Regions from separate parts of the Mus musculus genome. Here region 2 is linked to region 1. The links are chromatin contacts, called in public Hi-C maps. All regions are on one chromosome and are shown on one strand. Each heading gives the region's core, a stretch centred on a gene start, on an enhancer-like site or on the middle of the called end of the contact. The rest is flanking DNA. Distances are from core to core; before and after follow the strand shown.

Region 1 (5,575 bases), core at 698-3,197:
ATTCATACAACATAGTGGTGCTCAGCAATGAAAAGAGGTATGGTGTAATTTACACAATAAAATGATTGATAAATTTTGAGTGTGAAGTTAAAGAACACAGGCTAAGATTTATTGTATGATTCTATACACATGACTCCTTAAAAACAATAAAAGAAACAAAAATTACAAGCAGCTGTCAGAGTTTGGGTGGAGACGAAGAATTACGAAATCAAGACTGCCCATGGCAAGTTCTGGGGTGATGGTTATGTTCTACCTGGTATTCTGATGTGGCATTAAAAAATAGTAGATTAAAACCCACAGAATACATGACCATAGAGTATAAACTTTATTGCATCCAAAACACAAACCTTACTGGATGGAATAGGAAATAAAGGATCATATAAGTCTTAGACTTCTCCTGTTCTTACCTGTAAAATTACTAACTGTGTTACTTTGTTTTCTATTGCTGTGACAAAAGCTATAACCAAAAGCAGCTTGAAGATAGAAGTCAGAGCCTTGCATGTACCTTGCCCAGCCCTTCCTCACTCTTTCCCAATAGTTTTTTTGTGTCTCATGATGCATAGGATGCAAGTAGGATACTTAAGGGTGAATGGACTGACCCATATGTGATCTAACTGGGGACTCCAGGATTAAGTTCAGAACATGAAGCCACAGAGTCAGCTTGTGCACACGATCTACATCAGCAGTGTGTTCCATAAGACAGAAGTCTTCCTTCAGAAGCAACACATGCTGAAACCATTCTCTCTTACCTCCCCTGGTGGAAAGCAGAAACTGCATTTTCTCATGTACAACTCTTGTTCTAATGCGTGACATTGAACGTGGACTAACTTAACAGGTCAGAGAGATATACTCTGTTCATTTTTAATGGTCCTAAATGGCTCAGTCTCTGCTACCTCTCCCACAGAGGATGGATAGAGTCTCAGGGAGTGATTTCATGGTGTCTGTCCAGGCTGATGATACACTGCAAGTGAGGAGTGTGTTTTGGGCCAATCTTTTCATTCCCTCAAAGGAAGCCACATCAAAATTTCAAGCCAGTCAACCTATGTTGCCTCTGAAAGTGAAGCTTGTGTTTGCTGTGCAGAGAGCTATCTTATAAGCTTCCATCAGAAGGGTTTTTAGAAGACACACAACAGAACAGTGTTGAATCTTCACAGTTCCTGCAACTAACCATTGATGGTGAATCTACTTGCTTTGACATCTCTCAATATATCATAGTCTACTTACATCATAGAAACTGGGATTTTTGAGTTGTAATTTGAGAATCTTATTTTTAATGCTTAGTTAGAAAAAGTCTCTTTTAAATACAGCCTCTACATACAAATGTAATAAATAAATACGCATTTATGTGATAATAACTACCAATTCACAAAAGAGAGCTTATTCTTTCATGTGTCCAGTGATATTCGGAAGGACAGCTGCTTCCTTTTACTTTTATTAGTTTTAGCTCTTGGGAAATAAACACCCTCATAGAAGCAGGGCCTGGGGGTTGGATAGGGGGTTTGTGCAGGGGAAACCAGGAAGGGGAATAACATTTGAAATGTAAATAAATAAAATAACCAATAAAAATTAAAAACAAGCAAGCAAACAAACAGAAGAGAAATAAAAACTTCCAAATGAAAGTTTGGTGTGAGATTCTTGGTCTTTCTTATCTTAGTATATGAAATATTTGCATGTGGATCACTTCCAGACAATATATTTCTTTTGTCTTTGCAAGGATACTTGCAAAACCTTAACTTCAATAAGAAAAAACAAAACAAACAAAACCCCCAACACCTTTACTTTCAGTTCTTTCTGTGTGCCTGTTAGTCCCCCACAGGTTTCAACAAAGCCTCAAGTAATTGTAGTGTTGATTGACAAATATCCCATGAGGACTAGCTAAGCTCCCCACCCTGCCAGCCCTGAGTCTGGCTGTGGTGATGAGTTACTCAGAAACACAGCATATGGGCTTTAGCAGTTCTTAGGATTTCCCTGAGGGAACTTTGAGAGCAGGTGAACTAGTAGGGTGTGACAGTTCTGTCAGCACAGGTGACTCAGCATTAAATCACCTGCCCTGACGTAATCCCCTGACTTCTGAGAGGTCCCTAAATTATTCATGCCTCTAAGCAAGCAATTCCAGGAGATACTCCTGACCTAACATGTCAGCAGGATACATGACTATCAAGACCCTGTGTTCTGTTTGTAGGTTTTTGGGAGTGCATGATGTGAAAAAGAGTCTTCTGGACATGAATTTGTTTTTGTTTTGTTTTGTTTGTTTGTTTGTTTTTTTCTTTTTAAATTACTCTTTGGAGCATCATTTAGAGAAGAAAAACCTCTAACCAATTATCATGCATAACAAACACTAAATTGGTATCCCCAATGGAATGGGCACAAAGGGTCAGATAATGAATCATGCATAGGGAACAGAAGGGAAGAAAGTAAGATCAGGTCCAGTGGGATGAGAACATTCACCCTTGGCTCCCCTGTCGCTGAGTGAACACTTGGTGGCACTCTGGGGAGGTTTAGGAGATTCATGAAGCCTTCCAGAAGGAAGGATATAACTAAGGGTAGGCTTTGAGAGTTTAATGACTCTGCCCTACTTTCAGTTTCCCTCTCCATCTCCTCTCTCCCCTCCCCCTCCTTCTCCCTCTGCTTAAGCCACATGCCTGTGGTTTAATATGCGAGCTCTCAAACATCTGCCCCAGCCACCAAGACTGGTCCTTGTTACCTTCCCTGAGCTCCACCATCATGGTGTTCTAGAACTCTAAACTCTTTCTCAAGTTGTCCTTGATCCTGGTGTTTTATTAAAGCACAAGGAAAGGAACTAATACAGCACGGAGCTAGAACTGTATTTGATTATTTAGGAAAGGGCATTTTAATACCTACTTAACATTTTAAGTAGATATGAGGAATTAAGGAGGTTACTGAAATCAATAGAGAAGCAACATACTAAAAATTCTAAGAGGCTTCTTGGGGAGATTCAGGTCACCATGACAATCTGGAATGGGCCTTATTTATTTATCTATTTATTTATTTATTATATGTAAGTACACTGTAGTTGTCTTCAGACACACCAGAAGAGAGCCTCAGATCTTGTTACGGATGGTTGTGAGCCACCATGTGGTTGCTGGGACTTGAACACTGGACCTTTGGAAGAGCAGTCGGGTACTCTTACCCACTGAGCCATCTCACCAGCCCCCTGGAATGGGCCTCTTAGTGGAGGACTCAGTAGTCTTTTTTAACTCTTCCCAAAGATCCCTGTCTCTTGATTATCATTCATCCCCTGGAGCTTGCTTCCCAATGACTTATATAGTCAACTAAAGTACACAAAAAGCCATAGAATGCACATGATGTTTCTGTCTTGCTCAAGACTCTCTTTTGTCTTCTTAGTTCGTAATTTGCTGAAGCAACTGCTGTCCTAGAGGAGCCAGCATCCCACAATGTAGTCAAGGGCCATCAGAAATGAATTTTAGAACAAGTATGGTACCTGGGCAGCAGAGCCTCCTCTAAAAAGCCCTTTCATAACACCAACTCTGCTGATGTTGAGTAGGTGTTGGGTAGGTAGTTTACAATCCATGTGGACTGTGGACTGAGCCTATGCTAAGACACAAGCAACTTCCCAGAGGGAAGGATTTCCTGTGTTAAGAAGGAAAAACCATAGATTGAGATGAAATGTTCTCCACATACAGAGGGCTTGGTTAAAATGTATTTAACTTCTTAAGGCTCCACAGTATTCAGATAATACTACTGTCCTTTTCTACTTGATTTGTGCATGGATTTGCTATTAGCAATATAATAGGTAGAAAAAAGTGGTGGGGCTGAATAGATTAGACAGATTAATCTATAATAAAGTTCTTATGTGTGTGAGGGACAAGCGAGCTTAGATTATTCATAGGCAATGAAGTAAAAGCACAGGCTATTTTATTTTTTACTGTTGTGTTTTATTTGTCATATTTACATATTTGTACCATTTATACTATAATATTGTAATGTATGCATATGGTATGGGATGTTTGAGTCAAGATGATTAACAGGTCAATTACCTTGCTTTGGTACTGAGTCCTGGTACTATCTCTCTGATAGTGGCTGTGTGTGTCTGCCAGAGATGAACAGGCTGTGAGCCTTTCCTTCAGAAATAGACTTGTGAATGAGAAGAAAACCAAAGACAGGGAAGAGAGTCATCACTGGGATGAAGAGTTAAGCTGTTGCTTATCCTAAAAACCAGTGTGCTGAGTGTGAGGAAAATACAAAGGACTGCTGGTAAGTGAAGTGATTACCTGCTTGGCCGTGTGCAAGTAAATGAGATAGCCCTTGGGTCATGTCAGGAACTAAATTCTCAAGACCACACCATCAGTTTTCATATTTTTCTACTCAGTTTTGTGATGAATGTTATAACAGGAAAAAAAATATGAGAAAATACACCTCCCCTGAAATTACATGCTCAAATTAACCAGACTCACAGACTATCCAACTCAGTGAACTTCTTTCTGTATGGTTCAAATAGCCATTTGGAACAAAAACTGCATGACTTTACATTGGATTTATACTTTCATTTTCATTTTTTGTTTTGTTTTAAAATTTTATTACTTATTTAATTTTATTTTTTATTTGTTCACCTTTACATTCTACTCACTGCTCCCTCCTGGTTACCCCTCCCACATTTATTTCTCTCACCAACACCCTGGCTCCTTCTCCTCTTAGCAGGTACCATCCCCCATCCCACCACCCTGGCATATAAAGTCTCTGTGAAGCTAGACACATCCTTTCCCACTGAGGCCAGACAGGGCAGTCCATATCCCATATATAGGCAACAGCTATTGGAATAGCCTCTGCTCCAGCTGTTCAGGACCCACATGGAGACAAAGCAGCAATCTTCTACATATGTTTAGGGAGGCCTAGGTCCAGCCTGAGTATATTCTTTGGTAGGTGATTCAGTCTCTGAGAGCTCCAAGAGTCCAGGTTAGTTGAAGCTGTTTGACTTCCTGTGGAGTTCCTAACCCCTTCAGGGCCCACAGTCCTTTCTCTTATTCTTGCATAAGAGTCCCCAAGATCCATCCATGGTTTGGCTGTGGGTGTCTGCATCTGTCTGAGTCAGCTGTTCAGTGGAGCCTCTCACAGAAGAGCCATGCTAAACTGCAAACATAACAGAGTATCATTAATAGTGTATAGATTGGTGTTTCTTCATGGGATGGGTCTCATTAGCCTGGTTATTGTTTGACATTCCCTCAGACTGCTCTAGCCTCTGTCTCTGCATGGCTTGGAGACAGGATAAAAGTATTGTGGGTGGGTGGGTGGATAAAAGTATTGTGGGTGGGTGGATAAAAGTATTGTGGGTGGGTTGGTGTCCCTGTTGCTTCATTGATATTCCTGCCTGGCTACAGGAGGTGGATTCTTAAGGTTCTATATCTCCAGTGCTAAGAGAGTCACAGTTTAGAAAATTCTCACTGATTCTTGGGTGCTTCTCAAGTTCCATCTATTTGCCTGAAAAATTCATGGTTTCTCATAGCTGAATAGTATTCAATTGTGTAGATGTACCACATTTTCTCTATCTAGTCTTTAGTAGAGGGACATCTAGGCTGTTTCCAGTTTCTGGTTATTA
Region 2 (5,755 bases), core at 1,292-3,791, 410 kb after region 1:
ACTTACAGGCAACAGCTTTTGGGATAGTCCCCATTCTTCTTATTTGGAACATACATGAAGACCAAGCTACATATACATGCTATATTTGTGTGGGGAGGCATAGATCCAGCTCATGTACATTCTTTGGTTGGTGGTTCAGGCTCTGAGAGCTCCTCAGGTCTCAGAGGACAAGATGCAAGCATAACAGAGTATCGCTAATAATGTCGGATTGGTGCTTGCCCATGAAATGGGTCTCAAATTGAACCTGCTATTGGTTGGCCATTCCCTCAGTCTCTGCTCCATCCCCTGGGCCTACATTTCTTATAAACAGGATAGATTTGTGGTTAAACAGATTGGGGGGGGGGTTTCTATCTCCATTATTCCACTGTGGTTCCTGCCTGGCTTCTTCAGGTTCCATATCCCCAACGTAGTGAGTCACAGTTAAGGTCACCCTCGTTAATTCCTGGCCACCTACCTCCCTACTCAAGGTCTCTATATTGTCCCATGAACATTTTTAAAGTGCTTCTCCACCACTAGAGATTCCTCTGTTGAGGATTCTCTGATTAGGTCGGTACCCCATTTTTAATTGGGTTATTTGGGTTGTTGGTGTCTACCTTCTTGAGTTCTTTGTAGCATTTGGATTTTAGCCCTCTGTCAGATGTTGGGTTGGTGAAGATGCTTTCCCAGTCTGTAGGCTGCCGATTTGTTCTTTTGACAGTGTCCTTTGCCTTACAGAAGCTTTGCAGAGTCATTAAGACCCATTTATCAATTGTTGATCTTCTGTTTAAGAAATTGTCTCCTGTACCAATGCATTCAAGGGTATTTCCCACTTTCTTCTCTGAGATTTAGTGCATCTAGTTTTATGTTGATATCCTTGATCCACTTGGACTCGAGTTTTGTGCAGGGATCTATTTTCATTCTTCTACATGCAAACATCCAGTTAGATCAGCACCATTTGTTGAAGATTCTTTCTTTTTCTATTGTATGGTTTCGGCTTCTTTCTCAAAAATCAAGTGTCCGTATGTCTGTGGGTTTATTTCTGGGTCTTTAATCCATTGATTGACTTGTCTCTTTTTATCCGTACCATGCAGTTTTTATCACTATTGCACTGTAGTACATCTTGAGGTCAGGGATGGTGATTCCTCTCAAAGTTCTTTTATTGTTTAAAAATATTTTGGCTATACTATGCTTTTTGTTTTTCCAAATGAAGCTTAGAATTGCTCTTTCAAGGTCTAAGGAATTTTGATGGGGATTGCACTGAATCTGTAAATTGCTTTTAGTAAGATGGCCATTTTCACTATGCTAATCCTAGCAATCCATGAGTATGAAAGATCTTTCTATCTTATGATATCTTCCTCAATTTCTTTCTTCAGAGACTTGAAGTTCTTGTCATACAGATCTTTCACTTGCTTGGTTAGAGTTACACCAAGATATTTTATATTCTTTATGGCCATTGTAAAGTGTGTTGTTTCTCTAATTTCTTTCTCTATGGGCCAAGCATTTTCAAACCACCACAGGTTTTAAGATCAACTTTCTTCAAGATTTTATTAATTTTCCATAGCAGACATAACTGTATAAGAAAAAACAAAAAACAAAAAACAAAAAAAAAAAAAAAAAAACCAACCAAACAAGGGAGAACAAATCTGAAAAAGAAAACCTTATAGTTGTTTTCCCCACAGTTTGAGTTTCTCTTGTAGAAGAAAGAGTAGGCAGGTGAGAAAAAGTATGCAAATAAAAGTCAAACAAAACCACATGTTTAATTAGTATTGTATGAATGAAAGTAGAAGAGCAGAGAATGGCATCATCTGAGACCATAAGAACTTTGTCCAAACAAAATGAGCAAAGTCTCACAAAGAAAAATGCCTCATTATTAAATACACAGAATATCCTTAAAATTATTTCTCACGGGTACTCTCAGTTATATGGAAAACAACAGTAATAAATTCCAGCTCAGAAAATCAAAGCAGCTTAAGCACAAAGACATAGTTATCGCCTAGAAAATTATCGCCTTGAATTTAAGCTCCCTACAGACAGAAGAAAAGGATGAGGGGGAGGCTGCACCCATGGGAATCTCAACAACACAGAACTAAAAGATATATGTACACACACGTATGTGTGTGTGCTAGAGAAAAAAGAAGATTCATGAATTTGAGAGAGGATATGTAAATATATTGCACATGTTAAACTTCTAAAGTTAATTTAATAAAAAAAAAATCTACAACTACCTTGGGAATTTCTTTGCAACTCTTAAAATGTGAGCCTACAATTGAAAATTTCCACATTATAAATTATAGGCAGTGAAAGAACATCAAATAGAGAAAAACTGGTTTTTAAGAGGGTGATAAACTTTGAGGGGGATGAGAATTAGCACAGTGTCTTTAGAAAGGAGTTTGGCAATCACTACTAAATTTAGAAGTAAACCTTTCCTAAGACCCAGAAACTCCACTTCCGGTAGGCACGTGCCCAAGAAAAACACATCGCATCTGCATCAAGAGACACATAAATGAATGCTAATTAAAGCGCTATTTGTAAGAGCCCGACTTCAGAAACAACCCAGATGCCTACAGACATTTATAGAGGGAGGGAATGCATTGTGGTATACTCAGACAAAGGGAGAGTCCCCAGCACTGAGCGAGGGAACAAGCTGTTCGGATGTGGAATAATTTAGACAGGCCTCGTCGGTATAATAGTAAATAAAAGATTGCACACACAGAATAACACATCCTTTGTTATTCAAGTAAAGGAGAGCCATGTACAAGCACAACTGAGCTTCTGGGGCAGAATCCACGTAGGGGAAGGACTGCTGAGGCTCCAGAAGAATGACTGATGCCAGCAAATCAGGGGTGATTTTTGTATGATGTTATTGATCTCCACACTCAGGGTTAGTTTGGGAGTTTGTTTTACTTTTCATTTTCTCTGTCTTCACTTTACAATAACAAAAGGCTTTTGACTGTTTTGTGGCTCCTTTTATGAGAACTAGAGTAAATAGGGGAAGGTGGTGCTTCTGAGACACAAAATTAAAGATGTCAGGTACAGAATTGGGAGTGGGCACATGAATGACAGGGCTACACATGCTACACTCATGGATGGGCTAGTTATAAACTTTATGAGAAAAATACAAGACAGATGATAACAGTTGTGACACAGTATTATGGGGCTGCTAAAACAGGCCCCTGGGGGCTTTGAACACCCTAAAGGATGGAACTAGAACAGCACCCCGTGATGGGAAGCCAATCACAACAGTGGGCTCAGTTATCTCTCCCCAGAAGCAAGCCTCCCATTAAAACTAGCTAAAAGACCCACAGTATTCTGGGTTAAAATCCAAGGGGCCCTGCCTCATAGGGTTCCACAGCCAGCTCTGTAGGAGCACTACACAGAGAAAGCCACCTCTAACCCTGTCACAGTCCCTCTGTGCCTACAGCTTTCTGAGCCTTTCCAGCCCAGGCTTCCATAGTTCCTACTGCCTGTCTGTCAGCAGGAACCCTGCTCCACACTCACTGTGTGAGGTGCTGTGTCTCACCTGGCTCAGCCAAAAAGGTATTCAGGTTCCTCACAGACACAACATGGTCACTTGTCCGTTAACATTTAAATTATGTGAGATTAAGGACAAATGATGAAGTCTCTCCAAATAATGACTACAAAGACAGGAAGAATCAAAACTTACTCAGATCATGTTTTAAAAAAGTAGAGTGTAGCTTTCAGCATGCACCGGGGCAGTGATGGCCTGCTGAAGCCACAAATGAAGCAGAGACATTTTCTAAAACCAAGAATGCCACAACACTTCACTGTGTGTAGTAATCGTAAACCAGTATGAACACTGGCAGGCACAGGCTCCTGCTTACACAGTCCTCCTCTTTGCTCCTGTTTTCAATCACACATTTAGGTACATAGAGTATCACAGATGTATTCAGAGGCAGGGTGGGAGTAGCTGGGGCATTTAGGGGTTTTTTGTTTGTTTGTTTGTTTGGTTGGTTGGTTGGTTTTGGTGGGTTTTTTGTTTGTTTTTGTTTTTCGAGACAGGGTTACTCTGTGTAGCCCTGGCTGTCCTGGAACTCACTCTGTAGACCAGGCTGGCCTCGAACTCAGAAATCCACCTGCTTCTTGCCTCCCAAGTGCTGGGATTAAATGCGTGCGCCACCACCACCTGGCTAGTTTTTATTATTTAATAGATATAATATTTGTCCTTACTTCTGGGCTGTCTGGTACTATGTATAAATTCATCAGGCGCATCTAGTGTATGATGATCTAAGGAACATAACTGGTATCTCCATAGCCTGGAGTGTTGCCATTTCTGCCAGTAATTTGAATGAGTAACTTGTTCTAGATTGAAGTTGTCCTGCTGTGCAAAACATCAGAACTTTGCTACTGTTTTAGGAGCCTGCTCTGCTCCCTCTCTGATCTCCTTTCTTTTCTACTGACCTGTATGCTGCTCTCTTCTATACCATTCATTAACAGCTTTCACATCCAAAGAGTGATACCTTGTGTATTTCTTTTTCCCTTGGCTTATTTCACTTAACATACTGTCCTCTAGTATGTTCCCATAACTGGTAGGATTTCATCTTTATTCTTTTTTTTTATTTTTAATTAGGTATTTTCCTCATTTACAATTCCAATGCTATCCCAAAAGTCCTCCATAACCCCCCCCCCTACTCCTCTACCCTCCCACTCCCACTTCTGGTGTTCCCCTGTACTGGGGCATATAAAGTTAGCAATACCAAGGGGCCTCTCTTCCCAATGATGGCCGGTTAGGCCATCTTCTGATACATATGCAGCTAGAGACAGGAGCTCCCGGGAGGTACTGGTTAGTTCATATTGTTGTTCCACCTATAGGGTTGCAGATCCCTTTAGCTCCTTGGGTACTTTCTCTAGCTCCTCAATTAGGGGTCATGTGATCCATCCAATAGCTGGACCTGGAGGCATCATCCTGAGTGAGGTAACCCAATCACAAAAGAACTCATGATATGCACTCACTGATAAGTGGATATTAGCCCAGAAACTTAGAATACCCAAGATATAAGATACAATTTGTGAAACACATGAAACTCAAGAAGAACGAAGACCAAAGTGTGGACACTTTGCCCCTTCTTAGATTTGGGAACAAAACACCCATGGAAGGAGTTACAGAGACAAAGATTGGAGCTGAGACAAAAGGATGGACCATTTAGAGACTGCCATATCCGGGGATCCATCCCATAATCAGCCTCCAAATACTGACACCATTGCATACACTAGCAAGATTTTGCTGAAAGGACCCTGATATAGCTGTCTCTTGTGAGGCTATTCTTGGGTCTAGCAAACACAAAAGTGGATGCTAATCTTTATTTTTTATGCTCATATGATACTCATTTGAGTACTCATACCATATTCTTATTTGATTGATCCATTAATGAACATCTTGGCTATGTTTGTAGCTTGATTATGGCAGAAAGTTTATACTCAGCATAAGTGTGAAGATCATTAATTTCAATTTCTTCAAATAATATATACCCAGTGGTAGGTCTGCCAGTCACTCTATTTTTTTTAATTATTTTGACCCTCCAGACCCTTTCCCATGTGTTCCATATCCACACGCACAGTCATACCTGTAGTATGTGTGAGGTCCAGTAAGACATTTAAATGTTTTTGTTTGTGTGTATGTTTCTGTATGAAGCATCAGATTCCTAGTACAAGTTACAGGAGGAGTTGCAAGTGATTGTGAGCTTCCTGACCTGTGTGCTGGAAACTGGAGTTGTGTCTTCTATAGGATCAGCAAATGCTTTTAACTATTGAGCCATCT

Evidence for each region. Hi-C and Micro-C count contacts between places; a contact is called where the count stands out from the background.
Region 2: a contact with region 1 is called in a Hi-C map of uterus, with 2.5 times the contacts expected there. The contact joins two enhancer-like sites. A contact is called at or near these places in 2 of 484 Hi-C or Micro-C datasets (embryonic stem cells and uterus).

Annotation. Positions count from the first base shown.
Region 1 is chr11:7,559,659-7,565,233 of GRCm38.p6, forward strand. No RefSeq gene overlaps it. Among named protein-coding and RNA genes, the nearest start is that of Gm36720, 130 kb to the left of the region's middle. Within about 2 kb of position 1,948, at least 17 of the 459 cell types and tissues checked have an H3K27ac peak or open chromatin away from gene starts, as enhancers often do. A contact at or near this core is called in uterus, where this site is marked.
Region 2 is chr11:7,973,565-7,979,319 of GRCm38.p6, forward strand. No RefSeq gene overlaps it. Among named protein-coding and RNA genes, the nearest start is that of Gm27393, 90 kb to the left of the region's middle. Within about 2 kb of position 2,542, at least 8 of the 459 cell types and tissues checked have an H3K27ac peak or open chromatin away from gene starts, as enhancers often do. A contact at or near this core is called in uterus, where this site is marked.